Linked DNA regions of Mus musculus: all the other regions are linked to region 1. The links are chromatin contacts, called in public ChIA-PET, HiChIP or PLAC-seq, capture Hi-C and promoter capture Hi-C maps. All regions are on one chromosome and are shown on one strand. Each heading gives the region's core, a stretch centred on a gene start, on an enhancer-like site or on the middle of the called end of the contact. The rest is flanking DNA. Distances are from core to core; before and after follow the strand shown. Region 1 holds the start of Cyp4f13 (cytochrome P450, family 4, subfamily f, polypeptide 13). Region 2 holds the start of Cd320 (CD320 antigen). Region 3 holds the start of Kank3 (KN motif and ankyrin repeat domains 3). Region 4 holds the start of Angptl4 (angiopoietin-like 4). Region 5 holds the start of Akap8 (A kinase (PRKA) anchor protein 8). Region 6 holds the start of Myo1f (myosin IF). Region 7 holds the start of Adamts10 (a disintegrin-like and metallopeptidase (reprolysin type) with thrombospondin type 1 motif, 10).

Region 1 (3,915 bases), core at 603-3,102:
ACCGTGAACAAAATCAAGGGTCAGATGACTTTGGGTTTTAGTCCCCTTGGAATGCTGTAAGTGCAGCTCTTGTATGGGGGGTACACACTTGGTCTTTTGATAGACTTTCAGTGAATCCGTTTGATGATACGCACTTTTACCGGCTGAGACATCTAGCTGGCCCTTAACTTTGAGCATCTTATCCTCCTATCTCCATCTCCTACGTGCTGGGATTGTAGTCATGCACCACTGCCTTAGGGCTTCTATTGCTGCTCCAAAGCACAGTAATCAATAGTGCCACAGGGAGGGAAGGCTTAATGTCAGTTTATAGCTCAGTTCACACTCCATCACTGAGGAAAGTCAGGACAGGAGCTCAAGGCAGGAACTGAAGAGAGGCCACGGAGGCGTGCTGCTCACTAGCTTCCTCAGTCTGCTTTCATGTACACTTGAGGACTCACCTGCCCAGGGATGGCACCAGGCACAGTGGGCTGGGCCCTTCCACATCAGCCATTAATCAAGAAAATGCTCTATGGACTTCCCTACAGGTATCCTGATGGAAACACTTTCTCGGTCGAGATATCTCTTTCCCAGAAAGGCCAACATGGTACATACTCACTTCTAAGAGGATATTAGCTGCAAAGGATAACTGCGCTACAGTCCACACCCAGAGATGCTAAAGATGGCTCAAAGTGGTACAGATGGGTCTCTCTGGGAAGGAGAAATAAAATAGATTCCAAGGGTGGACTGGGACAGATAGAACAGGAAGGAATAGGTGGGGGTGGGAGAAAATACTGGGAGAACTGGGAGATGGGGGTAGGGCATTTTTGGGGTGAGGAGAAATGACTAGAATGGGAGGCACTTTGGGGGTGAGGTAGAAACCTAGTACAATGGAAACTTCCAGGAGGCCAACCCTACTGAAAACTCCTAGCATAAAACTCCTAGCCTGAACCAGCCCATTTTCAATAACCGGGCAAGGCTTCCAGTTCATTGCTTAGGATACCAAGCCAGCCACAAAACCCTCAGTCCACAATTTGTCTTACCTGCAAGATGTGTTGGGCTAGGTGGCACAGAAGGAACTCGGGGAAGTTGCCAATTTATTACTGGTCCAACTTCAGATCCACACCATGAGAGGAAACCCATGCCTGGCACTGCTGGAGGGTCAGGAGACAGAGGCTGGATAGTCCAGCCACCTAGGATAGAACAAAACATGACCAGCAAAATAAAATAAAATAGAAGTTTCCTGACCCCCAATATTTAACGCATATCTATGACATCAGCCCACGCCCAGATCTGACCTTCAGCCTGTGTCCCCTCTGCTCACGGCCCCTTTTAGCTGTTCCCTCAGATCTCTGAGCTTCAGCCTCACATGAGCTTAACCTACACTCTCTGACCCAGTGGGTTCCAGCAGGGTTGCAATTATTGGTCCACCTAGAACCTAGGGTTCAAGAAGGAAGAAATCGATCTCTGCCAGGCTGTGCAGCTGTTGGGCGTGGGGAGAGGAGAGGAAATGCATTTCAGAGCCTCACAGTTCTGCATGCTGTTACCCAGACAACTATGCAGAGGAGCTAGAGAGATTTATCTGCCACCCCTTAGCCCTTGGAGGGCAGGTGCACTCCTAAACTTGGAATCTCCTTTGTAACTCCTTTGTCTCTGGTTCAGGCAGAAAGGTTAAACGCTGAGGATGCCCCACCTAAGCCTATGACTCTCAGTCTAGTTCCATCCCTTTAAGGTTGGACCCGCCCCCACTGGCCTTGGCTGCCTGCCCAGGCTTGGAGGTTGGGCTGAGGGTTGGAGGGATTGGTTGGTTCAGCCCAGCTGAACTTCCCATACAGCTTCCGGGACAAAATGTTTTCAGAGAAGACAGGAAGTTGTGGAAGATTCGCTGCTCGTGAGAGAAGGTGCCGGGGTGGAAGGCAACAAGGCGAGTTCTGGCTCAGAACAGGGAGAGCTCTGCCCACAGCTGGAATGGCTGTAGGGAGCTGACCTTGGAGACTTTTGGTCTCCTGGAAATTGCGCCCGTAGTTTATTCTTCAGGCTGAGGCCCTCTAGAATGCTAACAGTCCTGCCTGTTGTGTTCTTCCTCTTCTCTCTCAATGTTCATTCTTCTTCCTGCGCTGCCCCCAAGTCCTCCCAGTCTATATCGCTAGCTATATTCCTATCTAGTAAACGGGCCTGTCCCCACCCTTCTCCGGAGCCTCAGAATTTCACCTTCTGCCTATTTGCCCTGCAGGATGCTACAGCTATGTCTGTCCTGGCTGGGAATGGGGTCCCTGACTGCCTCTCCGTGGCATCTACTGCTGCTGGGAGGGGCATCTTGGATTCTAGCCCGAATTCTGGCCTGGATCTATGCCTTCTATGACAACTGCAGTCGCCTTCGTTGCTTCCCTCAGCCCCCTAAACCGAGCTGGTTCTGGGGTCACTTGGCCTTGGTGAGTGTGGCAGTAGGTAGGTCTCTGGGTAGATGTGTTTCCAACGTGTTTGGAAAGATACTGTGGCACTTGGGTCAGGAGAGGTTTGGAACACAGGACAGTAGAGAAGTGAGGGGAGACATAGGGAGACCTCTCCGCCCCAGCAGCCAGTCCACTCTTGCCTTGCCTCTCCAGGATCCGAGCCTTTCTCCTTTCCTCCCTTCCTTGCTCCCAGCCTGCTTTAGGTCACATTATGATCAAAACTCATGATCTGAGGTCTCTTCCCCTCGTTAATGCAAAACTGCTCCCAGGATGGGCAGCACAGAGCAGGGACAGCCCCAGTCCACTCAGTTTCCACCGAAGAGTTTGAGGCTTCAGTGCATCATGCCAAGATCTGGCCCCTGCCTAGTCCATCCTTGTCCTTGGGCTAGTGTCTGTACCCGATGGGCAGAGAGAGATGTGAGTAGTATCTCTTCCCTTAAACTCCTCGGGGCCTGATGCTTTCTTATCTTGCTCTTCACTCTCAAGAACCATCAGTGGACTCTATTTTCCAATTTGAGCAGTAGTTGAGCTTTTTGGTTTTGTTTATGGTACTGAGTTGAAGCAAGCTCTTGGCCGCTGGGCTGCATCCCAGTCTGACTGTTCTTTTTCACCAGGGACCCTTCTGGCCTCTCCAGTTGTGGTTACACTTCCACTGGCCTCATTCCTAGTGCCCCTTGCTCCATGCTGCACTGGTTCCCTACTGCCAGAGTCACACTTAACATTTCAGTGTCACCTAAAAGGGTTTCACCTCCAATACCATCGATTCAAACGCTGCTTTCTCCCATAGCCCCTTTTCCTCCCAAAATCTGTATTCACGTTTGTCATTCCAAGTCCTCTCAGGACCCCTTTCCTCTCTACATCACAGTCCTGCTGCTTCCTGCCAACCTTCCTGATCAGGTAGAGCTCTGTAGAACAAACCAATAATATGTGCACACATGTGCGACACACACACACACACAATTTGTTAGAGTGGCTTACAATCAACAGGGCCTGAATAGTTCAACAGTGGCTATCTGTGCCCTGGAGAGAGCACAGTAGTTACCCAGGCTATGAGACTGGATGCCTCAGCAAGCCCGGTTGGATGCTCAAAGGACTGGAAGTTCCACAGAAAATTCTGATCCCCAGGTCACAATGGAAGGCCAAAGAAGCAGAAATTAATGTCATTAAAGATGGGCTGAATAATTCATTCAGGATGCAGAGGCAGGTGGCTCTCTGAGTTCAAGGTCAGCCTGGTCTGTAGAGTGAATTTCAGGACAGTCAGGTTACATCTCAGAGACTCTGTCCACCCCCCAAAAAATTAGATAGATGCAGTTATGTGCAAGAAACAAAAGGCCAGAGGGGCCAGCAACACTTTTTTTTTCCTCAAACTTTTTTGTATCTGGTCAGAAAGTGCCACCTACTCAAGATCTTCTCTCAGACTCATCTTGAGGGTTGCCTCTTAATCCCAGACCTTATCATATGTACAATCAAAATTAATCATCCCAAG
Region 2 (3,915 bases), core at 619-3,118, 900 kb before region 1:
GTGTCTCATGTTCCCCAGGAAGCTCTGCCTCCCACAAACAACAGTCCCTAACTAGTAACATCCATATTCCTATTGACTGAACACTCTCAGTGAAAGTCAGGGACGTGGCCTCATGGCCATGTCTAGTGCCTGACAGTGTGTGAACAAGTCATGTGAGGGTCCACATTGACCCAGATAAAACCTAAGCCTTTCCAGGGAAGCCGGGGCTGTTTGCTGATCAAGAGGGGCAGGCAGTGAAGAGACCTGGTACTTGGGCCAGCAGGAAGGAATGAACAAAGACAGGAGGGAGCCTTTAGAGCTTCCTACCTCACACACAGAGCCAGAGCCTCCAAGACCCCTCCCTCCCTCTCCTTGTAGTCAAACGCAATTATACCTGCATACCACACAGTTCAGAAGCTCCAGAGAGCTGAAGAACTGAATACAAGCCCTGGCCACCACCCCTTCCTGCCCAGCATAGCCTCCTCTCCATGCCTAACAACTCACAGTCCTGCCAACTCAGACCTTCTCTTCCTGACTCTGTATTTTCTTGGAATGGGCCCAGAGCAGAGCAGACCCTATACCTCTTGGGGGCAATTAATCAGACAGGAGTCAGGATGACCCATGATTCCTCCTCCCAGTCTATGTCCTCATCTGTAAAAGAGGAATACTAAGGCCAGACTTAATGTTGCTCAATAGTAAGTCCAGCTCCTGGGATGCTGGAACAAGAAGACTGCTTGGAGCTACAAAACAGCCGAAAGTGGGAGGAGGGGTAGTTTATGGGTACAGATCCATAAACAGCCAAATACAATGGTCCATACCTAATAATCCCTGTGCTGGGGAGCCTAAGGCACAAGTTGAAAACAGCAGTCCAGCCTGTGTTATATAGTAAGTCCCTGTCTCAAAAAAAGGGGAACTAGTGCCTGCCTTTAATCCCAGTACTTGGGAGGTGGATCTCTAGGAGTTCAAGCCCAGCCTAGTCTATATAGCAAGTTGCAGACAGCCAGAGCTATAAAGTGAGACCCTGTTTGGAAAAAAAAAAAAAAAATCAAAACATAATAAAAACCTAAAAACAGAAACAAAAACAAACAAACCAAAAAAACCTTGAAACAGTTAAGACCTATTCTCATACAGAGTGGATGGTCAGTAGTGGCCAGTGGTCACAATCGGGCCTCCTCGTCCTGCCCGGGACAGGTTCCTGGCCAAGATTGGGGTTCACAGGGGAAATACACTCCAGGGCTCTTCCTTCCATTCTCTGAGGCAGGAATACAAGGAAAAACTGAAGCTCTGGGTGCTGAAAGAACAGCCACAGAACTGCAGCCTCAGGGCTGAAGGTTTCGGGAAGGCATACCTGCTGCAAGAAGGTACCGGGTGACCAGCCCTGCGTGGTGAGAGGTCAAAATCAGAAACAAAAGCCTTCCAGCCCACATTGAGCTGAAGGACGGCTTGGAGGTGACTTAGGGACAGCGCAGGAATAAGGGAGGAAGCTGAGCAGAACACAGGAGAAGGCACCCATGTGGCGGTCCCCTCTGCACGCACAGAGGGCCGATTCTCTCCACTCTACCCACGCTAAAGCCAAACACGCGTGCTGGGGGAGTGTCAACGACCGATGGGCGGCGCAGCCAATAGTGAGGCGATGCCAGCGCGTGGAGGCGGGATCAAAAGCGGTGTAGAAACGGGGGTTCACTCACCGGAGACTTGGACCCGGGTATGGGCCGGAGCCGGAGCGGCCTCTAGGCCTGTTCTGAGACCAAAGAGGAGCCGCAGCACCAGGCCCAGGGCCACTGCCCGCCCAGCTCCGCCCCGCGCCATCCAACAGCTAGCCGAACTGCTCCGCTCCAGCCGCAGCCGCTCAGTCAGAAGGACGCGCTGATTCTCGCGCACGCGCACACAAAGGCAGGGGGGAGTGGCGCAAGCAAGCCTGCGACCGTAAGTACCCGAATACAAGGGTACTTTGATTTTAGGGCTCCTCCTGGCTTCTTCCTAGCAGTAAAACCTAATGTGTTTGGTGACCTAGGCCTGTAACTCCCAGATATTCTACAGGCTGAGGAAGAACAAAGCCAACCTAGGCTATTAAAGGAGACCCTACCTCAGAATAAAAAACAGGAATTCGGGGAGTAGTTCAGTAGTAGAGCACTTGCCTAGTAGTATTCAGGAGGCTCTAGGTTTAATCCCCAGTTCCATGAAAATAACCACATTAACTTGAAATAATAAACTTCTGCTGAACAGTGGTGGTGTACGCCTTAAATCCCAGCACTTGGGAGGCAAAGACAGGCAGATTTCTGAGTTCCAGGCCAGCCTGGTCTACCGAGTAAGTTCCAGGACACCGGGGGCTACAAAGAGAAACCCTGTCTCAAAAAACCAAAAATAAAAATAAACCTTCTAGGGATATAAATGAACTTAGCAATTTTGACCTAAACTTCACATGTAGCCTACTGCAAATATCACTGCCCAATGGTCCCAATGAATATGGCAGCCACACCCTGTGAACACTCCCCAGCAGGTCCCTCCTTTGTGCCACCTAAGGATTTTACTTATTTTAGCTTTATTGTCTTGATTGCCCCCTAGAATGCCAGCTGCAGGCGAACCAGGATGTTGGTTTCCTTTGATGAATGGCGAAAATAGTGAGGGAATGATGGAATGATCAAATGAGTGAACAGTTACTGGCTTCGAACCTGGACTGACCATCTCCTTGGTTCCCATCCCAACCTCATTAACTTCTAGTTCTCACACACTTGAGAAACATTTATTCTAACATGGGCCTGGTAGATTGATACTACAATTGTATTAATTGTAATTGATACAGATTGGCAGCCTTGGGTTTTCTCATCCCACTTCCACAGTTGAATGCATTGAGTCAGCTTATCCAATGTGGCTAGTGATGTTGTGGTTTCTGCTGGTCTGAGGTAACCCAAGCTGGCCTGAAACTAGTGATCCTCTCTCTTGCTTTGGCCTCCGAAGTATTGGGGATATAGTCATGTACCAGCTTAGTGTTTTATTCTTCACATTACGTTTTCCATAGCTCTACCTTAAGATTCCACGACACTGGCCGGGCGTGGAGGCGCATGCCTTTAATCCCAGCACTCGGGAGGCAGAGGCAGGTGGATTTCTGAGTTCAAGGCCAGCCTGGTCTACAAAGTGAGTTCCAGGACAGCAGGGCTACACAGAGAAACCCTGTCTCGAAAAACCAAAAAGAAAAAAAAAAAAAAAAAAAAAAAAAGAATCTATGACACTACCTCCCAACAAGGCTGGAAGGCAAGTCACTAACCTTCAAATGGCTAAGTTTCCCAGAATGTAGACCAGAAGGCTACATAGAAGTCCAGACTTTCACACAAATGGTGCTGCTTGTGGATGGATGGCCTCTCTACCACCGTAAATGTTAGAGGTTATGACTACTTTTGGAGTGTACTGTGTAAGCCTCACCAATTTCTGGAGAAGGCAATGGTATTCAGGCAGAGAGGGATGCAGACAGAGGTAAGTAAGACAGCCCAGGGGAGGGTGGGGATCATCCTACATTTTTTTTTCCTCTTTTTTTTTTTTTATTATGTATTTTCCTCAATTACATTTCCAATGCTATCCCAAAAGTCCCCCCCTCCCCCCACCCATTCCCATTTTTTTTTTAAATTAGGTATTTTCCTCGTTTACATTTTCAATGCTATCCCAAAGGTCCCCCATACCCACCCCCCAGATCATCCTACTTTTGAGGATCAGGATCTTGGTAGGGTGCTACCTGCCCCTGGGACACGGCCATCAGGCATAGGCCTCCATGAGTGCAGAGCTTAAGGCTTGTTTGTATAACTATGTATATTACATTCCTCCTTCAAGGAATGTCCTCCCTGTTAAAGTTAATAACTCCATGATAATCAGAGACAGCAAGAGTGCAGGAGGCCAAGGTGTGGCTAATGTCTCAGCAAAATGGTAAACATTAGGATCTTAGGA
Region 3 (3,915 bases), core at 782-3,281, 860 kb before region 1:
ACACCTGGCTTGTGCAGTGCTGGAGATGGAGCACAAGGCTTTCATGCACACTAAACAAATACTGTAATAAGAGAGCTACTGCCACAGCCTCAGTTTCCCTCTTTTACATATGGATCAGCTTCGTTTTGTTCTGTTTTGTGTTTGAGAAAAATTCTCCCTATGTTATCTAGACCAGGCTGGCCTTGAACTCAAAGAACTTGTTCTGCCTCTCCCTGCTGAGTGCTGCCCTGTTTGCTTTTTGTTTTATTTTATGTATTTAAGACAGGGTCTCACTATGGAGAGCTAGCTGGCCTGAAATTTGCTAATCAGGATGGCCTCTAAAAAGAGATTCCCCTGTCTCTGCTTCTGGAATGCTAGGATTTCAGGTATGTACCACTACGCCCAAATGAATGCTTTTTTTTTTTTTTTTTTTTTTTTGCCCTCAGCCCCACTGACAGAAGCTAGGTGAGTTTTAAGCTACACCACTAACCCCTTTTTAATTTTTTTTTTTTACATTTTATTTATTTTATGTAGGAGGTGGAAGGGTGGGTGGGTGCAAGGATGCCATGGGGTGAGAGTGGAGGGCAGAGGGCAGCTCTATAGAGTCAGTTCTCTCCTTACACGAGTAAATCCCAGGGATGCAACAAGGATGTCATTCCCTGATCAAGTACCTTTACTGGCCAATCCATCTCACTGACCCCTTTACTCAATTGTTTAAACAGGCGTTGAACTCACTCTGCAGCTCTCAGGCAGGCCTTCAACTTTCTTTTCTTTTTTTTTTTTTTTTCTTCGAGACAGCGTTTCTCTTTATAGCCCTGGCTGTCCTGGAACTCACTTTGTAGACCAGGCTGCCCTCGAACTCAGAAATCTGCCTGCCTCTGCCTGTGCTGGGATTAAAGGCATGCGCCACCACGCCCGGCGCCTTCAACTTTTAATCATCCTACCTGGACCTCTCAGGTAACTAGGATAATAGGCGCTTTTGGAAAGATTCCCTTTTGCTCCCCTAGAAACTGCAGGGAACCCAGGCCACATATCACCCTCCCAGCTCACAGCTGTCAGTTCCAGCCTTGGGAGTAAGGAGTGTGGTGGGGCAAGCCAACATTAGACTGCTACACAAGCCAATGCCTCCCGGAGTAGGGCGTGTAGCTGCCCTCATATCTCCCACACTGCCTGGCTATCAAAGTTAAATCCGGATCCCCTGCCTGAGACCCCCTCATTAGGCTGTCAGAGCTGAAGCCACACGCCCCCACACCCAGCCCTGGGACTATTTCGGGACACAGAGCTGCGATCAGTCTAGAGAGCTGTGATCAGGAGAGCTGTCATCAGGAAACCTGAAGGACAGGACACAGAGCATGCATACCCGAGGTCCTGAAGAAGTTATGTCTTACTGATAAGGCTCTAGGTGGGAGCCCTTCATGTTGGGATAGGATTCTCAAACGCAGGATGGGGGAAAGAGCTAGATGATGGCAGGACAAGGGGTCCTTGAATCATCACACACACACACACACACACACACCTCCCCAAACATACAGAACCAAGTCCGCTTAGAAAAGACAGGGCAGTTTCCTACAGGAAAAACCGCTGGGCGGTTCCATCCGCTGCTATTGTCAGTAGGTCCGGGGAGTGGGGGACATCCGTTCCTCCCTCCAACACCGTTTCCGTACCATCCGCCCACTCCACCCCACTGCAAGAAACCCATTCCCAGGTCTTCAAGCCAACTCTGGGGAAGGGTCCCCTAAGGCATCTAGGAGACTAAAATGCGCACAAGTTCCTCTGGTTAGGTCCTGGATGGCCATGTGGTGGCGATCTGCCTAATAATCTAGGGTCCCCCCTCTCCGGTCGGCTTTAAACCACCTGAGGCTCCCAATGTCCAAATGGTCACCATTACAGGACACGGCGCCCACCCCGTTGCAACGCACAGAACCCATAGAAGGGGGCTAAAAGCATCACACCCCTCCCGGACACTTGGGTCCACTGTTCCCCTCCAGGACTCGCGTGGTTGACTTTACCTGAATGAGAAGCCCCGGCAGCGCCCGCACCGCACCCGAGCCCGCCCCCTCGAAGCTCCGCACGGGTTATCAAGGCTTTCACCCCTAACTGACGGCTTTTTCAGCCAACCAGAGCACGAATCTAACCGAACTATCCAATTGTAAGACAGAGTGAGCCATCTGGGCGGGGGCAGGGTGGGGACCCGCCTGAGGGCGGGCCTACAGTAGAATCTGAGAAGATCAGAGCAGGGCAGTGGGATGCTGCTCAGCCAGCTACCTCTAAATCCTGCCTGGTTCAGGAGTAAGAAAAGAGGTTTCATTCACAGGACAGTAGGGAGCTACAGGAAAAATCTAAGCAAACTATTCTAATGGGATTTATATAACGAGTTTAATTCCTACTGTCTTGTTGAAGTCGTAAGAGCCTGGATCTTGTCCACCGCAGGAACTTTGCATATATTGTGCCACTTTAAGAAATATTATCTGGGGGCTGGTGAGATGGCTCAGTGGGTAAGAGCACCCGACTGCTCTTCCGAAGGTCCGGAGTTCAAATCCCAGCAACCACATGGTGGCTCACAACCATCTGTAACAAGATCTGATGCCCTCTTCTGGAGTGTCTGAAGACAGCTACAGTGTACTTACATATAATAAATAAATAAATCTTTAAAAAAAAAAAAAAAAAAAAAGAAATATTATCTATATGTGATACTTTCCTATATTTCTAAGTGTTCAATCTATGTGCCCCTGAAATCTATGTGCCACAAGAAAACAAAACAAAAAACAAACAGAATCCTTAGCACAGCCTTTCCCTAGTCATTATCATTGCCATAGCAATGGTTTATTAACTAAATAGCAATTTTCATTAGTAGAAAGGCAAGGTTACTATCATCACCCCTACTAGACATTTTAGGATCAGGAAACTTTTTATCCACTGCCTCAGGCATACACTAGTTACTTAATAAATGTCTGCTCTACTGGAGATATCTAACTCAATGGTACAGAACTTGTCTAGCGCACCTATCACAATAGATAGGTAGGAAGACAGACAGACAGAGACAGATAGACAGATGAAAATAATGTAAATATAATAGACACATACAGGTGTACTTATAAACATACTGAGATTATAGATCAAAAAATTGTCACAGAAATAAATTAAAATTACATTTGTGAAGGTCAGTGAGATGACTTAGCATGTAAAGGTTCTTGCTGCCAAACTTGACGATCTGTGTTTCATCCCTAGGACCATGTAATGCAAAGAAAGACCCAACTCCTACAAGTTGTCTTCAGATCTCCATAGTGTGCTATATACATCAACCTATGCACATACATACCATATATCAATAAAACTTTTTAGCTGGGCAGTGGTGGTGCACACCTTTAATCCCAGCACTTGGGAGGCAGAGACAGGCAGATTTCTGAGTTTGAGACCAGCCTGGACCACAGAGTGAGTTCCAGGACAGCCAGTGCTATACAGAGAAACCCTGTCTAGAAGAAAGAAAAAAAAAAAGTTTTAAAAGTACATTTAACAACAACAACAACAGAAAAAGCAGAGGCAGGTGGATTTCTGAGTTCCAGGACAGCCTGAGCTATACAGAGAAACTCTGTCTAGAAGAAAGAAAAAAAAAAAAGTTTTAAAAGTACATTTAACAACAACAACAAAAAAAGCAGAGGCAGGTGGATTTCTGAGTTCGAGGCCAGCCTGGTCTACAGAGTGAGTTCCAGGACAACCAGGGCTACACAGAGAAACCCTGTCTCGAAAAAAAAAAAAAAAAAAAAGTACATTTAAACATTTAACTTTAACCCATTTGGAGTTATGATCTGATCAAAAGCTACTACAATTTGCTTGTTTGTTTTTTCCTCCTAACATAACTAGCTGATTTTGTGTCAGGCAAGGGAATCACTGAGATCTCTGCGCCTTGTTCAAGCCAAGGTTCTGTGAAGGAGTAAT
Region 4 (3,915 bases), core at 455-2,954, 830 kb before region 1:
ACAAACTAAAAAACTCAGTACAGGATCTAGGCTGTATGGAATGAGTGAATGAATGGATGGGTGTGGAAGGGAAATCTTTGCTGATGTTCTCTAGATTGTTTGCTTTTTAAATTTTTTTTAAAAAAGATGTATTTATTTTATTTATATGAGTACATTGTAGCTGTCTTCAGACACACCGGAAGAGGGTATCAGATCCTATTACAGATGGTTGTAAGCCACCATGTGGTTGCTGGGAATTAACTCAGGACCTTTGGAAGAGCAGTCAGTACTCTTAACTGCTGAACCATCTCTCCAGCCTGCTTTTTAAATGTTTAAATGACTGTTTTAAATTGTGTGCATGTGTGTGAGTGCCTGAGGAGGTCAAAGTCACCATAGCTCCTGGAGCTGGAATTATAGGTGACTGTGAGCTGTTGGACTTAGATCCCCTGCAAAAGATGTAAATGCTCTTAACTGGTAAGATAGATTTCCAGTTCCTCCTGGCTTTTTTAGTTGTTGTTGTTGTTGTTTTGTGACAAGGTCTTCTTCCTGGATGGCCTGGAACTTCACTATGTAGACCAGGCTGACCTCAAACTCACAGAGCTTCCTCCAATTGCTTCTTGCTCTGCAGTGCTGGGAGTTAAAGTATGCATAACTATGAATTGTTTTTGTTTTGTTTTGAAACAAGGTCTTGCTGTTTCAGCGTTGACTGGTCTGTAACTTACTATGTAGAGCAGGCTAGCTTGTAGCTTGTACTATTCCCCTGTGTCCTGCGTGATGGGTTTACAGGTGCGTGCCACCAGTTTTGTTGTTGCTGTTGTTGTTTGGAGACCTGGCTCAGAGTAGCCCAGGCTCTCTTAAACTCACTTGTGTAGCTCAAGATGAATTCCACACTCTTCTGCTCCATGCCCCAAGAGCTGGGATGACAGGTCTGTCCTCAGACACTGATCCTCCTTTAACGCAGGTAAATTCCTGGACACCAAGACCCCTGGTGGTGGAGGACAGGCAACAGGAGGAAGCCTAGGGTTGCAATCTCTACAATGTAGACAGAAATCCCAGCTATTGACTATTTGGCCAGGAAGAGGTGACTAATTGAACAAGGGTGTTAGTGATCCTCACAAACACATCTGCAATGACGAATGCTTGAGCTGGAAAGAGCGTGGGAGCCAGAAAGGTGGTGGAAGTGAGAGTGGGGGCAGGGGTTCCGCCTGGTCTGTGGATTAAAGATCTCAGGAAGCCTCTAAGAGGCAGAGAGCAAGGTTCTGTAATCCCCCACTTGCCATCTGAACTCAGCCTACCAGGGAGAGAACTTTCTGCCACGTAACTCTGCCCTACTTTGCTTTTGACTTGAGAAGGGGTCAGTCAAGAAGGCATCCACGTAGCGGGAAGGGGAAAAAAAAAAAAGAAGGCATCTACGTCCTGATTTGTACGCCCTTTCCTCCATTGAACCGGGCTGGGATGCGGGCTAGGGCTGGGAATTTCCGGCCTTAGGATGAACCATGCAGTGCACAGACAGTCACGTCGCTTATTAGGTCGCAAGGAAGGCGAAGCAGCCATCCCCAAGAACTCTTCATACACACACACACACACACACACACACACACACACACACACGCCACACACACACACTCGTAACTACAAAGCCTGTGGCATTGCACCCTAAAACTTGGCCACTCGCTCCGCCCCCGGGCCCCGCCTCCAATGCTCTCCCTCCCACTCCCACACCCGCTTTATAAAGTGGGGCTTTAGGTGCAACCGTGAAACGCTTATGAGCTACGGGCTCCAGATCTTCTTCTGCACCAGAGCAAGTCTAAGTCTGAGCCGGCTCCCCCAGAACTCCAGCTGCTGGGTCTTGAACTCCTGCGTTCCGGAGTCCTAGCGTTGCTGCACCCAAGGCCACCCCCAGAATCATGCGCTGCGCTCCGACAGCAGGCGCTGCCCTGGTGCTATGCGCGGCTACTGCGGGGCTTTTGAGCGCGCAAGGGCGCCCTGCACAGCCAGAGCCACCGCGCTTTGCATCCTGGGACGAGATGAACTTGCTGGCTCACGGGCTGCTACAGCTCGGCCATGGGCTGCGCGAACACGTGGAGCGCACCCGTGGGCAGCTGGGCGCGCTGGAGCGCCGCATGGCTGCCTGTGGTAACGCTTGTCAGGGGCCCAAGGGAAAAGATGCACCCTTCAAAGACTCCGAGGATAGAGTCCCTGAAGGCCAGACTCCTGAGACTCTGCAGAGTTTGCAGGTAGGCGCATCTACTAGGACTCTGACTCTACTTAGACTAACGAGTCTAGTACTCCAGGACCTGGGTGGAGAAGGGCCTCAGAGCAGACTGTGAAAGGGTAGAAGGGAGGGTGAATAAGAGGAGGTTGCCGACATAAAGCCAGGTCTTCACTAGCCTTGCATATCTTCAGACTCAGCTCAAGGCTCAAAACAGCAAGATCCAGCAATTGTTCCAGAAGGTGGCCCAGCAGCAGAGATACCTATCAAAGCAGAATCTGAGAATACAGAATCTTCAGAGCCAGGTAATTACCCCAGCAATTGGCCCAAATGGGAAAGAGGAAACAAAGTGGGGGTGAAATGTAGTGATGAAATGTGGCTAAGCAGTTGTTATGGCATGAGTCAAAAGATCTAACCACCCGTTTCCTGCCCGGTCTTAGATAGACCTCTTGGCCCCCACGCACCTAGACAATGGAGTAGACAAGACTTCGAGGGGAAAGAGGCTTCCCAAGATGACCCAGCTCATTGGCTTGACTCCCAACGCCACCCACTTACACAGTGAGTATCTCTGGTCTTTGCTGTCATCTGGCAACTCCCCAACCACCCCACTTGCCATTCCAATCCTTAGCCTTCTTGTCAGGTCCACCTTAATAGGAAAGAAAGAGATTCTGGCCTTGGGTTCCTGTGGGCTCACTAGGCTCTCATCAAGGGTATTTTTATATATTGCACCCTCTTCACTTATGATCCTGCTTGGCCAGACCACCCCACCATTCTTTCCCAGCAAGAATCTTCCCAAAATCTTATTAGCCGTTAACCAGAACAAGTAGAGGAAGGCAGATCATAAGGAGCTAAAGTTTCAGGGGTTCTGGGAGATGGTGGTGTAGCTCAGGGACATCATGCAAAGGAATCCAGGGCTGTGTGTGGATGTGTGTGCGTTCCCGAGGTTTGGAACCCTCCAACATCTCTTGATGTAACTATAAAAGGGAAAACCAGAGTAAGCACACCCCCACCCCGGCTCCTAGACTAGACACATCCTCTTACATCTTACAGATACAGATCCTTTGTCCTGTATGCTTCCATCCAGTCACATACACATATATACATAACAGTTTCGATCACAATTTCTAGGTCTTAGATTGTGGATGTCCATGCCCAATACTTTGTTTCAAATTGAAGTGTGTGTGGAGCTACGCAGTGCGGGATGGGCGGGTGGGGGATGGGGGGCACAGAGTCAGAGGCTCCCAGTTCCAACCCTGAGTTCATGCCTATTCGTTCACCCTTCTTGACATCTGTGGCTCTCCACAGCCAACTAGGTGAAAGTTTGGATATCCCCTTCACACCCTAAGGCTGCTTGCTGGCTTTCAGCCCAATCCTCCTTAGACTTAATTCCTCCCCTGGCTTTTACTTAGGCAAGTACCTAGGCATGGCGAGGGTCATGGATGAGCTTTTCCAGGGTCGGCAGGCATAGGTTCTGGATGGGTGATGTGGTGGAAGAGAAGAGCTGAGGGGGTGGTTTTGTGGCTTTGGAACTCCCAGACTCAGCCTAGCCAAGTAGAGGAAAGTTCAGAGCTGGAGAGACAAACAGCTGGCCCTAATGGGAACCACATGGGTGGTTTGGCAGTGTGCCTGTCCCGATTGGATGAGAGGAAAGTAGGGGAAAGGGAGCTAGCTGCCCGAGGGATTGGAAAGTATACTTCCCATCTTTCTGGGTCTGCCCCCACTCC
Region 5 (3,915 bases), core at 765-3,264, 630 kb after region 1:
ATTTAAATATAGTTTCATCTATATTCTCATTTTGTTTTGGCAGTCTTATGTAGTCCAAGCTGTCCTGGAATTCACTCTATAGGTCAGAGTGGCCTTGAATTTGCAGCAGTCCTCTCTTCCTCTTAAGTGATGGGCTTACAGGTGTGCATTGCTAGGGCTGTTTTTATACCCTCTTTACTGGTTCTAAACAATTTGCTCCTAGGTGACTGCATGTGTATGTCTGTGTATCTGTGGGAGGGCGGGAGGTAGCATGTGTGTAGAAGTCAGAGGACAACTTGCAGGAGTTGGTTCTCTCCTTTATTGTATGTGACCTTAGAATTGGGTTCAATTTGCCAAGCTGTGCTTTTACCCAGAGTCATCTTGCCAGACCCTTTATTGTTTTTACATTTTACTTTTTTTGTTGTCACTGGAATTGAGGGGAGGGGGGTGGCAGTGAAGGTTTTTCTGTGTCCTGGAACTTGCTCTGAGACCAGGCTGGCTTTGAACTCAGGAAGATCTGCCCTCCTACCTCAGCCGCCCAAGTGCTGGGATTAACGATATGGGCCACCAAGCCCAGCCCTACGTTTTACTTTTAATAAGTTTTATTACATCTGGTGTGTGTGTATATATATGGGGATTGAACCTAACTAAGGCTTTAAGAATACTAAGAAAGCACTCTATCATCAAATTATTATATTATCTCCAGCTGGCCCCCTCCCCCTTTTTACGTTTTATTTTTTTATTTTTTATTTTCTTGTATGTTTTGCCTGCACATATGCTCACTATTCACATGCCTGGTGCCTGTGGTAACCAGAAGAGGGCTTCATATTCCTGGGAACTAGATTAGAGATTGTTGTCAGCCACCTTGTAGGTGGCAGAAAATGAACCTGAGTCTTTGAAATACTAACAAGTCCTTTACGCTGAGCCATCTCTCTAGCTCCCAGCCGTCTTTTATTTTCTGAGACATAGTCAAACCATGTAAACCGTTAAACTCTGTAGTCCAGGTAGGCCTTCCACTTTAATGTCCTGGAGTTACATGGCCTGTGCCACTAAGTCCAGTACTTACTATAGTTTCTATGTAAGCAGATCAGGTTTCAAACAGCAAATAAGGTGTGGGTGATCAGATCGAATCCTAGTTCCTTGCATGCCTGTCCAGACTGACTGGAATTACGCCCAAGGTCACTTACAGACACTAGGACTAGTTATTGGTGAATCTGAACCTCAGCTGGGTTTGTTGGATTCCTAGAGCAGCCTCACCAGCCCTGTCTGCCCTGCCCATAGCTTATGATGGAGCAGTCCAAGAAGTCCTCGCTTATGGTGGCCCGCAGTATTCTCAACAACAAGCTCATTAGCAAGAAGCTGGAGCGATATCTGAAGGTGAGGCAAAGGCGAAAGCACTGTCCTAGTCCTGACCTTTGTGTGAGCCTGGTCCCCATTCTATCCCAGTGATTCCTACCTCCCATTAAAGTCTCTATCCATCTCTACAGGGCGAGAATCCTTTCACTGACAACCCAGAGGAGGAAAAGGAACAAGACGAGGTGGAGGCTGGCGCTCTGGATGAAGGGGCACCAAGCGAAGCGACAGAGCTCACAGAGGGCGTGCCGGCACAGCCCCCCGTGCCCCTGGAGCCCGCCCCAGGGACTACAACACCGCCACCTCCGCCACCACCAGAAGAGGAGGAGAGCCCTGTACCCTTGCTGGGCGGAGCGCTGCAGTGTCAGATCCGCGGGATCCCGGGCCTCGACATGGAAGACGACGAGGAGGGCGGTGGGGGTCCATAACCCTTACCCGGCAGGGCTCCCGTGGCCGAGGCTGGAAGTCCAGCCTAATAAAGTGCTTTCCCATCTGAGGTCTTCGTTTGTGCTGTGGTGAGGGCGGGCCCCTAGAAGTGCGCCTGCGCGCGGGTAAACGCGCTAGAACCGCTCACGCGTGCGCGGACCTGGACGCTCTTGCGCACTAGCTTACCCTTGAGGCACAACTCCCGAGATGCTGTAGATTTGCAACCCGGAAGGCTGGGCGGATCGGCGGGGGCGGGCCCATTTGAGCAACCAATGGTAGCGCCCAGAAAGAGACGTACGCTCTTCGTCTTCCAGTAGCAGACAGCACGTTGAACGCATGCGTTCTGAGCGAATCTAAGACAAGGATCTGCTGGCGGGTCGCGTCGCAGACATGGAGCAAGGCTACGGAGGTTAGTGTGGGCTCTTCTTCACCACGGGAGACCCTGGCGCATGTGGTATTCGGGCTTAGCCTGCAGCCGGAACGCACTTGCCGCAGCCCGGTTCTGTGTGGAGTTGTCCCGGACGCGCGCGCTTCCCTTATTGGGCCTCTGCGCAATCGTTCCCGAAGCGCCGCGCGTGGATTGGCCGGTAGGACTCGGGGCGGGGGGTGCGGATGAGGCGCGAAGGCCGACGCTGTGGCCGGTTTCTGGATGCGTTCTGGACCGCTTTCACTGTGCAAGCCGAGTGGCTCTCATCGCTGCGGGACCCCAGGACCCGAGCGGTCTCAGTCCCGCCTTCTCTTCCGAAGACGCCACAAAATGGCGGCTCCAGGGGCGGGGCTAAAGCGAACGCTGAGGAAGCGGGGGGTGGAGGGGGTTGAGGTCCGGCTGGGTTGCGGCGGCCGTAGCGAGGAGAGAGTCTCAGCTCATCCTCCGCAGGTCGTCCTTGAGAGCTCGTGTCCCCGGGCTCGCTTTTCTGAAGGCTTACGGGCAGCGCGCGATCGGCCCAGCTGTGCACTGCGGCTACACCCGGTGCAGCTTTTTGGGAAAACCTGGCTGGGTCTCTGCAGTGTACGCGGCGTGAGGTGCTCGTGGGAGGTGTGCTGCCTGAGGGGCTGGGATTCTGGACTGTAACATTACGGGGGTCTGCGGAAGCGGGAACGTTGCCTTTCCTAACCTAAATGTCAGCAACTTTTCGTAATTAGGCGTCGGTTCTCGAGCTATCTGCTTTTAATCTCCTGGGAGGCCTTGACTCTGTACGGAGATTTACCCGCAGGAGATAGTTGGAACATGTGGAATGGGGTTGGAAGTGGGCACAGGGAGTGGTTAGTGGCTTCTGGCGGCTAAGGAAGGGATCTTGAGAGGCAGCAGAGTAACAAGATCCCTAGAATTGGACTTGCCAGAGAGGCCTGAGGTGTGATGAACACGTGTGCTTGGGTATCAGCCTAGTGCTCTTTGCCTTTGGGATCCTAGATCTATGTCTTCCATTCTTAGCCTTTCCACCAGATAGATACCTGTCACAACCCTGCTATACTTCTTTGGTCTAGGGAACTTCATGGTGACTCCCACTTTCTACCAGCCAATAATTTTACAGATACAGTTAGGGTATTTGCAGCCTTCCTGGTTTTTTTGTTTTTTTAACTAAGAATTTTTTTAGCCGGGCGTGGTGGCGAATGCCTTTAATCCAAGCACTTGGGAGGCAGAAGCAGGCAGATTTCTGAGTTTGAGGCCAGCCTGGTCTACAAAGTGAGTTCCAGGACAGCTAGGGCTACAGAGAAACCCTGTCTCAAAAAACCAAAAAAAAAAAAAAAAAAAAGAAGAAGAAGAAGAAGAAGAAAAAGAATCTTTTTTTTTTAAGATTTATTTATTATATGTAAGTACACTGTAGCTGTTTTCAGACATTCCAGAAGAGGGCATCAGATTTCGTTAGGGATGGTTGTGAGCCACCATGTGGTTGCTGGGATTTGAACTCGGGACCTTCGGAAGAGCAGTCAGCGCGATTAACCACTGAACCATCTGGCCAGCCCCTCCCTGGTTTCTAAGTAGCAGTTAGGTATGGCCGTACTGAGTGCCTGTCAGCACATTTAAGGGACTGTGTTACAGTGGGGCTTTTGGGATATTCTGGAAAGGGAACTAACCATTAACACTGTCAAAGTGAAGTCATTCGACAGCCTGGGACTGTGCCACTGTATCGGACTATATGCTAGGCTCCAAAAACA
Region 6 (3,915 bases), core at 621-3,120, 610 kb before region 1:
TCTTTCTTTCTTTCTTTCTTTCTTTCTTTCTTTCTCTTTCTTTTTCTTTCTTTCTTTCTTTCTTTCTTTCTTTCTTTCTTTCTTTCTTTCTTTCTCTTTCTTCCTCTTTTTCTTTCCTCCTCCTTTTCTTTCCTCCTCCTCCTCCTCCTCCTCCTCCTCCTTCTCCTCCTCCTCCTCCTCCTTTTAAAAGAAAGGGCTTCATGTAGCACAGGCTGGCCTTAAATTTGCTCTAGTCATGGAGGACTTTGAACTTCTGCATCCACTTCCCAAGTTCTGGGACAACAGGTGTACAGTACCATGCCCAGTTTATGTGATGCTCAGAATGGAACCTAAGGCTATGTGTATGACAGTAAGCATTCTACCCAGAGCCCAGACTCAGCCCCAGCTCTCACTGGCTTTCTAAAAAAATGGTCTCTTTCACCTCACCTCCCTGCCTCCACTCCAGTCCTGTTTGCTATAACCTCCAAGAACCCCAACAACTATTCTTTTCCTAAGAACATGCCCTTGTTCTCATTGACAGAATGACAAAAATTGAAAGCTGAAGTGAACTGTGGGTTTGTGGAGCCATGGGGTGATTTGTGTAATCACTACTGGCTTTTATTGTATGTGCCATGATGCTGCTAAGTCTAGACCCATGCATGGTGCTGATCATTCTCCAGCCTTCTCATCATCAACAGACTTCAACTTGAACTTGTAGTGACATCTCTGTCTGCAGCGTCTCCACTGCCATCCTTGGGTAGTAGGGAGAACGGTCTCTCCTTTGTATACCTTTCCTCTATCCTTTCTCCACCTAGTCCTCCATCTCCTCCTCTTTTTTTCTTCCTTCCTTCCTTCCTTCCTTCCTTCCTTCCTTCCTTCCTTCCTTCCTTCCTTTCTTTCTTTCATTAGGTATTTTCTTTATTTACATTTCAAATGTTATCCCCTTTCTTGGTTTCCCCTATGAAAACCCCCATCCCCTCCCTCTCCTCTTCTTTCTATTCCTTATCTCCATTCCTATTTTTCCTTTTCTTCTCCTAGCTCTCTCTTCCCCCTCCTTTTCATCCTTTGCTATCTTCTGCCGCACACCCACATCTCCAACTCCTCCTTAGTAAAATTAACTGGTCCTGGAAGTTAAATGAGGATGATGATGACTTATTTTCAGTGCTAGAGATGATACCCAGGATCTTGAGCACACTAGCCAAGCACCCGCACTGAGCTATCATCTGCCCCTGTGATTGTTATAGTCAAACCACCTAGGATCACTTGCACTGTTATCCCACCCCATGAGAGTGGCCAAACCTACAGATCCCTCTGATGAATGTTCCCAAGAAAAGCCCTACACCCCTCAAACACTCCTTTCTCCAGACCAACTTCTAAATAAGAGTTCTAGAAACAGAGGCTAAGAGAGGGAAGAGCTTGTTTCAAACTGCAGGGGAAGACTAGTTCTGAGATGAGTTGATAACCTAGTTCTCTAAGCCCCTGAAAAGGGACATGTTCTCTTCCTGACGACTGTGTAATTCCTTCAGGGACACTTTCTTTCCTATTTATGTTGCAGTATTGGTCCTCATACCCAGCCTGGCAGATGCAGATTGGAGCTTGATTCTTGGTGAGGGACATGGGGTGCTCTGTGCTGTCCTATGGAACTCTGTCTCTGAAGGCTCTGTGGTTCTCATAACCATTGCCCCAAGTTTTGAGGGTGCTACCAGGTTACCACTCCCAGATCCCACCTTGAACAACTTACCATGGTGAGGGATGGTATGTAGGCTCCTGTGGGTAATGACAGGGGTGCAGGCTCAGAGGGTTCTAGGGGGTGGCTCTGGCATGGCTCTCCTCCTTCACAGGCTCTTGGCCCTAGTTCCTCTTGTAACAGCCCCTCTTTTACTTCCTTTGCGGGAGGGCTCATGACCACAGGGGAGGGAAGCTGAGGGCGGGGACAGTGCTCTGAGCTCTAGCAGCAATGACAGGGCTGAGGGAACCGTTTGGAGCTTACCCTGAAGGGATAGGTCAAAGTTGGCGGGCAGTCACTGCCAGACTAGAGAAAGTCCTTTATCCATCATCTACCTCAAGAAAAGAGTTACAGCAAAAAGCACCCAAATCAGCTGACTGCAGGACTGGCCGCTTAGTTCTCTTCAGAATCAGGGGAAGGAAGTACCATTTCAGATGTGTGTCTGCTCAGAGTTCCCATGGAAACCCTTTATGGTCCTCCCTGTAGACTGTTCCTCCAAAGCCAGGTCTGTTAGTAAGGGAAGTTTAACTGGAGTAGAAGACACCACAAGACTTATTTCCCTTTAATGTCTGTATTTCTCTTTGTGTGCGTTTCTATATGGGTGCATATGAATGTGTGGAGGGAGGTCAGAAGACAACCTTAGGTGAGTGCCAGTTCTCACCCTTCTCCTTGAAATAGGCATCACTGTTGTTTTCCTACTGTGGAAATCAGGCTAGTCTGCAAGCTTCCTGGATTCTCTTGTCTCCACCTCCTATCTCCATGTCTCAGATATTTGTTACCTTTATCTGGCTTTATGTGGGGTCTGGGGATTCAAACTCATGCCCTGATGCTTGTTGTGAAAAGTGAGCTATTGGCCTTGAGAGAGAGAGAGAGAGAGAGAGAGAGAGAGAGAGAGAGAGAGAGAGAGAGAGAAAGAGAAAGAGAGAGACACAGAGAGAAACAGAGACAGAGACAGAGAGACAGAGACAGAGACCGAGACCTTTGGAACCCAGGAGGCACTGGATCTCTGGGAGTTTACATCTGTTAACCACCTGATATGGGTGCTTGGAATTGAACTGTGGTCCTCTGAAATTACAGGAAGTAATCTTCTATCCAGTTGAGCCTTCTATCCAGCAAGCACCTCCCACTGTCACTCCACCCCAAATCTGGATATTGTTGTGGTTTTTGTTTTTGAGATAGGGTTTCCACTGTATAATTTTGACTTGTCTGGAGTTTGTAAGTAGCAAATTTGGTCTCAAACTCAGAGATCCTCCTGCCTCTGGATTGTGGGGCCCAAAGATGTACACACCATTCCTGGCCCAATCTGGGTTTTCACACTTACAGCCTTGCTGTTTTCCTGACTTGGCTCTATCAGCAGCAGCCAGCACATGTAGGGCCTACCATACGTTAGCTCAGTACTTGGTCTTTGGAAGACCAGATCACAAATGAGTCTTCTGTTGACATGGAGGAAATGACAGTTCCTAGAAGTTGTCACCTCCTCATGTTACCCACTGGGGAGGTGGCTAAGACCAAACCAGACTGGTGAGAGCCTAACAGGGACCTGTGTTCTAATCCATCTTTGGTCCATGCCACAGAGACTGGGAATGTCTCTGTGTCCTGTGCTCTCTTTCCATAGGTGAGAAGTCTATATTCTTCTCCAATATCCAGGGCCAATAGCACAACTCCACATGTGGAAGGGTGGGAGAGGATCATATTTAGTTGAGAGTACAAAAGGACTGGACACTTGTTAGACTCGGTAAGAAACTGCTTTCGTCTTAAAGTGATAGGTTTTTATCTGTAGTGGCCAAAGTCCTTTCTCCCCCCAAGGAAATGTGGACTACTTCCCCCGTGTCTTAAAGAAAGCCTCTAGTTGTTCATTCATTTATGTGTGTACTGTGCGGGCACACATGCCACAGTAAGCTTGTGGAAGGCTGAGTACAACCTATAGGAGTTGGTTCTCTCCTTCCACCATGTGGTTCCCATGAGTTAAATTTAGGCTTGGCAGCAAGTGTCTTTACCCACTGAGACATCTTGCTAACCCTGGCTGTGGTTCCGTTTGATCCTTGGGGACATCCTGGATGGAATGCCTATACAGAGACACACACCCGGTCAGGAGCAGAAATCTACACAAGACAGAACTTTATTAATGTAAGGCTTCTTGGTGAGGAGTGTGTGGGCCCCAGGGCAGGGCTTGTAGCACCATGATGGGGAACGGCCTGGATGTTGAACTC
Region 7 (3,915 bases), core at 1,057-3,556, 580 kb before region 1:
CTAGTATGTTATCTTTCCCACCACTCCTTTTGAGGAGACCTCAACTAAATCTGAAGTTGATTCAGAAGGTTGGAAAGACGGCTCAGTAGTTAAGAAGGATTAATGCTCTTACAGAGGACTTGAGCTTTGCCCCTCCCAGCTCCCATATTAGGCAGATTATGACCACTTATATCCCTGGGTCCAGGGGAATCTGATGCCCTCTTCTGGCCTCTATGGGCACCTCCATAAACATGGTATATATAAACTCATACCAACACATACATGTACACATTAATATAAGCAAATATATATTTAAATATATTTAAAATTTAAAAAGACTGATAATGACTCCCTCTAGCCTTAAATATCCCATTTTCACTCAAGGTAGCAGGGTCTCGATGCAATGGCAGGAGACCCAGCCTCCCAACCTCTGACCTTTCATTCTAATCCTACCAGGCAGGAGTAGAACCTGATTCTGGTGCTTAGCTCCTCCCACCCCACCCCCCACCCCCAAGTCAAGCCATCACAATCTTCTATTCTTGAGTTCCCCCTCCCAATAACTAACTGCACAGGCTACCTAGTGGTTCTGGCTCAGATGGGGTAAAACTGGAGGCAGGGTAAAAGGATTCTACTGGGTGAGTGACTGATGGGGTGGCCACACCTGCCCACAGGGTAACAGCTACTGGTAGGAATGATACCAAGATGGGGCTACAGGAGAGACCACAAACAAGTCAGTAGGTCTGGGGCAGACAAAGCCAATCTGAGGATGAGTTACAATTGAGAGGAGTCGCATGTTTGGCTGGGCACAAGATGACACTATGGGTGTGTATATGTATCTGTCTGTCTCTGTCTCTCCTGTGTGTGTGTGTGTGTGTGTGTGTGTGTGTGTGTGTGTGTGTGTGTGTGTGTGTACCTAGGCTTGGCCCCTGTCCCCCAGGCCCCTCCTCTGGCAGGCTGCAGGGAGGCCACTAGCCTGGGGGAAGGGCACAAGTGCTGGAAGAGGGAAAAGCCTCCCGGGAATGTGTGTGGCTCCATCACATCCTGGGGATCCTATAGGGACCAGCACTCCACACCTAGACTTTTGTAGGCTGTGCGGGAAACCCAGCTAAAGAGGTGGAGGCTTCTCAGTGGAGGACAGAGCTTCTTTGGCCAGGCATAGGCAGCCATCAGCCTGAGGCAGCAGGCTTCCTCCAGGCGCTGCACATCTGGCCTGGCTGCTGTGAGCACACAGACAAAAGGACCAGCCAGAGGGGAGGCCTAAGGGGAGGGGCTGCACAGGTCACCACTCCCATTACCACCAACCAGCTGTTAATTAAAGTGTGTCTCCCCCTGGTAGGGAGGCTCCTTGCTTCAGAGTTCTGTGGCATAGATGACCATCTGAGGGGAAGTAGCAGCCCCAGCTCCACTCTCACAGGCAGACACACAAACAAACACAATCACACTCTATAGGGCAACCCACACTTGAATAGCAGGAAGGCCTGGTTCACTAAACCCAAACACACACAACTACATACCTCCACACCTATGTATACAGAAACACATATTTCCACATGGACACCCAGACAGCCCATAAACCCAGACAAACAGGCCTATGTGCACAGTTACACAGTCCAAGACAAGCCACAAGCCTAGCAGCCTATACACGCTCATTTAACACAGAAAGTTAACACACACACATGCACAAGTTTACACATTCATAGCAGGGGGAACTAAGAAATTCTACAAACTCAGACACATATGCATGCAGGCATTTCCACTAATAACACTCCTGAGAAACGCAAATATTCAGAGACAGACACACTTGGCATTTACATGCACGAGAGGCATTTTTCTTACCCTCACTTAGGCAAACACTCAACACACCTCAACAGTCTGCCCACACAGTCGCTCCCAGATGCTGAAAGCCATAAGGTCATACAATCCGCAGAAGCACAACCATTTGGATACGTGGCTGACCTCGACCCCCGCCCCAAACCTGAGCCAACCCAAACAGGCAGTCTGTATCTGCAACACTTAGGGACATTCGGCACCAACACAGCACTCGCACAACGGGATCCGTCCAGCACATCTTGTCCCCGAGACACACAAAGTCACTTATAATCACTGCATTCCGGTGACTGCGCCGCCCAACTGGGTCCCCAGATCGCCAGTACCTGCGTGCCTGGAGCCTTCGGTCCGCTGTAGACGCACAGACTCACCGCCCGGCGCACAGGAAGGGAGGGAGCAAGCGCCCGGTGGCGTGGCCGGGGGAGGGGGCGCGGGAAGGCACTCACTTCCTGAGCAGCCTGCCAGGGTTATTAAAAAAAAAGAAAAACCAAAAAAAAAAACCCAAACCCCGCCCGCCGCTGCTGCTGCTTCCGCCGCCGCCGCCGCCCAGGGCCTCAGGCTGGACCCAAGCCAAGGACCCCGGAGCCCGGATTACCCCGCCTCGCGAAGGGCGCCCGTGTGGGTGGAGATGCTGAGGAGGAATTTGGGATGGGAGTTGGAGAAGGTTGGGGGGGGGGGTACGGGAGAGGGGAGGCTGGGGGCGGAGATAGAAGAAGGCAGGGGGTGTGAAGGGACAGAGGTGGAGAGTGGGGGAGGAGTGGACGCACACAGTAGGGGGATGGGGGGGAGGACGGAAAGGAGGGGTTAGGCGGGAAATTGTGAGGGAGGAAAGTTTGAATAGAAAGAGGTGGAGGAGATGGGGGTCCTGGAGAAAGGGGCAAAATTGAGTTGGGGGCTAGCGAGGGGGTTGAGACAAGGGGAGAGCCCAGTGCCTTGCCTCCGTTAGCCGAGTCAACAACAGCTGTTATTTATTGAGGGCTGGTCCTTGCTCAAGCAAACATTTATTGGGCGCCTCTCCGTGTGCCAGGCATGGTGCCCGAGGCTGAGTGAATAAATCTGAGTTGGGTCCCAGCCTTCACAAAGCTCCGGTCCGGGGGCTTTGATCTGCTTTGGCTCTGCTTTTGAGTTCACTTGCTTTAACTCTCTAGCAGTGAAGAGGACCTAGTCAGTTCCATTTTACAGATGTGAAAACTAAGTCCAGCCAGGGGGGCGTCATGATCATCTTTGGGACACAGTGTTTAAATCTACGAGGAGTTTGTACATGCAGGAGATGACCAGTGCAGTGGAGCAAAGCTGGGATTCCAACCAGCTTCAATCCAGGCCTGATTGTGGGAGTGTTCTACACCATTACCCCTGGTCTCAGAATTCCAAGATTGGCCCCCACAGTGGGCTTTGGCCTTGGCCTTGACCGACTCTGATTCTAGGTTTTCTTATCCTTAGAAATGGGGTAATGACAGCCTTTGTAGGGAGCAGGGGAGGAAGAGGGGTGGTTGTGGGAGGGAGCAGGAGAGTTTCAACCACAAACATTCCCTCTGTTCTGAGTTCAGCTAGGGATACAGGTAGTTCTCTGTCTCTACGTTGAACTTAGTCTTGAACTTGGAAATGGCATGTTAAGGGCTCATGCACTGTACGAAAAATTCCTATGGTGCCCGAACCCTCCTGCCCGGACCCAACTTCTCTGGACACCCTGCCAGACCAGAGGGGCTGTTAACTTTTACATACTGCAATCCCTAGAACCCATACCCACCCCTGGCCTCCACTAACCGAACTGCCCCTTGGGCCCCTTGGCCTGAGGCACCTGCCTTTGCTTTCTCAGGTTGTACTTCTGCTGTGGCTCCAGCCACCTGTCCCCAGTCTAGGGATGGCTTCCACACTCACCGTGAGAAGATTTTCAGGACCATTTGGAGCTGGGTGGCTTCAAACTAGATTCCAGGTCCTGCTACTTACCAGCTTTGAAACCTCATTCCTCAATTAATAAGTAAATCTTAGTGTCCCCCCCATCCCACCCCCTTCTACCTTAGTCCCAGAGGGTTTGGAGGGAGTGGGGAGAGAGCCTCCTTTTCCTGCCAGTGTTGGACTCAGCCCTTGGAGGGTGGTAAGAGCGACATG

The links. Promoter capture Hi-C pulls out the DNA fragments that hold promoters and counts their contacts. ChIA-PET counts read pairs in DNA pulled down with a chosen protein or histone mark. HiChIP or PLAC-seq counts read pairs in DNA pulled down with a chosen protein or histone mark. Capture Hi-C pulls out chosen DNA fragments and counts their contacts.
Region 2: a contact with region 1 is called in an H3K27ac HiChIP or PLAC-seq map of large pre-B cells, with 4 times the contacts expected there. The contact joins the promoter of Cd320 here to the promoter of Cyp4f13 in region 1. A contact is called at or near these places in 3 of 115 datasets of contacts at active chromatin or transcription factors (large pre-B cells, pancreatic cancer cells and stem cell-derived neural progenitor cells).
Region 3: a contact with region 1 is called in a promoter capture Hi-C map of embryonic stem cells, with 2.3 times the contacts expected there. The contact joins the promoter of Kank3 here to the promoter of Cyp4f13 in region 1. A contact is called at or near these places in 1 of 39 promoter capture datasets (embryonic stem cells), 1 of 484 Hi-C or Micro-C datasets (the G1E-ER4 cell line) and 3 of 115 datasets of contacts at active chromatin or transcription factors (embryonic forebrain, embryonic stem cells and pancreatic cancer cells).
Region 4: a promoter capture Hi-C map of embryonic stem cells shows a contact between it and region 1. The contact joins the promoter of Angptl4 here to the promoter of Cyp4f13 in region 1. A contact is called at or near these places in 2 of 39 promoter capture datasets (embryonic stem cells and liver), 3 of 115 datasets of contacts at active chromatin or transcription factors (astrocytes, embryonic forebrain and pancreatic cancer cells) and 1 of 9 other capture datasets (liver).
Region 5: a contact with region 1 is called in an RNA polymerase II ChIA-PET map of memory CD8 T cells, with 7 read pairs. The contact joins the promoter of Akap8 here to the promoter of Cyp4f13 in region 1. A contact is called at or near these places in 1 of 39 promoter capture datasets (embryonic stem cells), 2 of 115 datasets of contacts at active chromatin or transcription factors (memory CD8 T cells and pancreatic cancer cells) and 1 of 9 other capture datasets (adipose tissue).
Region 6: an H3K27ac HiChIP or PLAC-seq map of bone marrow-derived dendritic cells shows a contact between it and region 1, with 5 times the contacts expected there. The contact joins the promoter of Myo1f here to the promoter of Cyp4f13 in region 1. A contact is called at or near these places in 1 of 39 promoter capture datasets (embryonic stem cells), 1 of 484 Hi-C or Micro-C datasets (double positive thymocytes) and 4 of 115 datasets of contacts at active chromatin or transcription factors (T-cell acute lymphoblastic leukemia, astrocytes, bone marrow-derived dendritic cells and 1 more).
Region 7: a capture Hi-C map of macrophages shows a contact between it and region 1, with 3 times the contacts expected there. The contact joins the promoter of Adamts10 here to the promoter of Cyp4f13 in region 1. A contact is called at or near these places in 4 of 39 promoter capture datasets (the 3T3-L1 cell line, 3T3-L1-derived adipocytes, frontonasal cranial neural crest and 1 more), 1 of 484 Hi-C or Micro-C datasets (CD4 T cells), 6 of 115 datasets of contacts at active chromatin or transcription factors (the 230-238 cell line, astrocytes, embryonic midbrain and 3 more) and 2 of 9 other capture datasets (adipose tissue and macrophages).

Annotation. Positions count from the first base shown.
Region 1 is chr17:32,945,298-32,949,212 of GRCm38.p6, reverse strand. It overlaps Cyp4f13 (cytochrome P450, family 4, subfamily f, polypeptide 13), which reads left to right and starts at 1,852. Exons shown (of 13, transcript NM_130882.1): 1 at 1,852-1,900; 2 at 2,210-2,408. The coding sequence starts at 2,211.
Region 2 is chr17:33,841,044-33,844,958 of GRCm38.p6, reverse strand. Cd320 (CD320 antigen) reads right to left here and starts at 1,868. Exons shown (of 5, transcript NM_019421.3): 1 at 1,668-1,868. The coding sequence starts at 1,788.
Region 3 is chr17:33,808,639-33,812,553 of GRCm38.p6, reverse strand. Kank3 (KN motif and ankyrin repeat domains 3) reads right to left here and starts at 2,031. Exons shown (of 11, transcript NM_030697.3): 1 at 1,989-2,031.
Region 4 is chr17:33,779,364-33,783,278 of GRCm38.p6, reverse strand. Angptl4 (angiopoietin-like 4) reads left to right here and starts at 1,704. Exons shown (of 7, transcript NM_020581.2): 1 at 1,704-2,216; 2 at 2,386-2,496; 3 at 2,632-2,749. The coding sequence starts at 1,887.
Region 5 is chr17:32,319,337-32,323,251 of GRCm38.p6, reverse strand. It overlaps Akap8 (A kinase (PRKA) anchor protein 8), which reads left to right and starts at 2,014. Exons shown (of 14, transcript NM_019774.5): 1 at 2,014-2,167. The coding sequence starts at 2,149. Akap8l (A kinase (PRKA) anchor protein 8-like) reads left to right here. Exons shown (of 14, transcript NM_017476.2): 13 at 1,261-1,356; 14 at 1,467-1,828. The coding sequence ends at 1,760.
Region 6 is chr17:33,553,662-33,557,576 of GRCm38.p6, reverse strand. It overlaps Myo1f (myosin IF), which reads right to left and starts at 1,870. Exons shown (of 28, transcript NM_053214.2): 1 at 1,721-1,870. The coding sequence starts at 1,723. It overlaps Adamts10 (a disintegrin-like and metallopeptidase (reprolysin type) with thrombospondin type 1 motif, 10), which reads right to left. Exons shown (of 25, transcript NM_172619.4): 25 at 3,795-3,915.
Region 7 is chr17:33,522,476-33,526,390 of GRCm38.p6, reverse strand. It overlaps Adamts10 (a disintegrin-like and metallopeptidase (reprolysin type) with thrombospondin type 1 motif, 10), which reads right to left and starts at 2,306. Exons shown (of 25, transcript NM_172619.4): 1 at 2,133-2,306.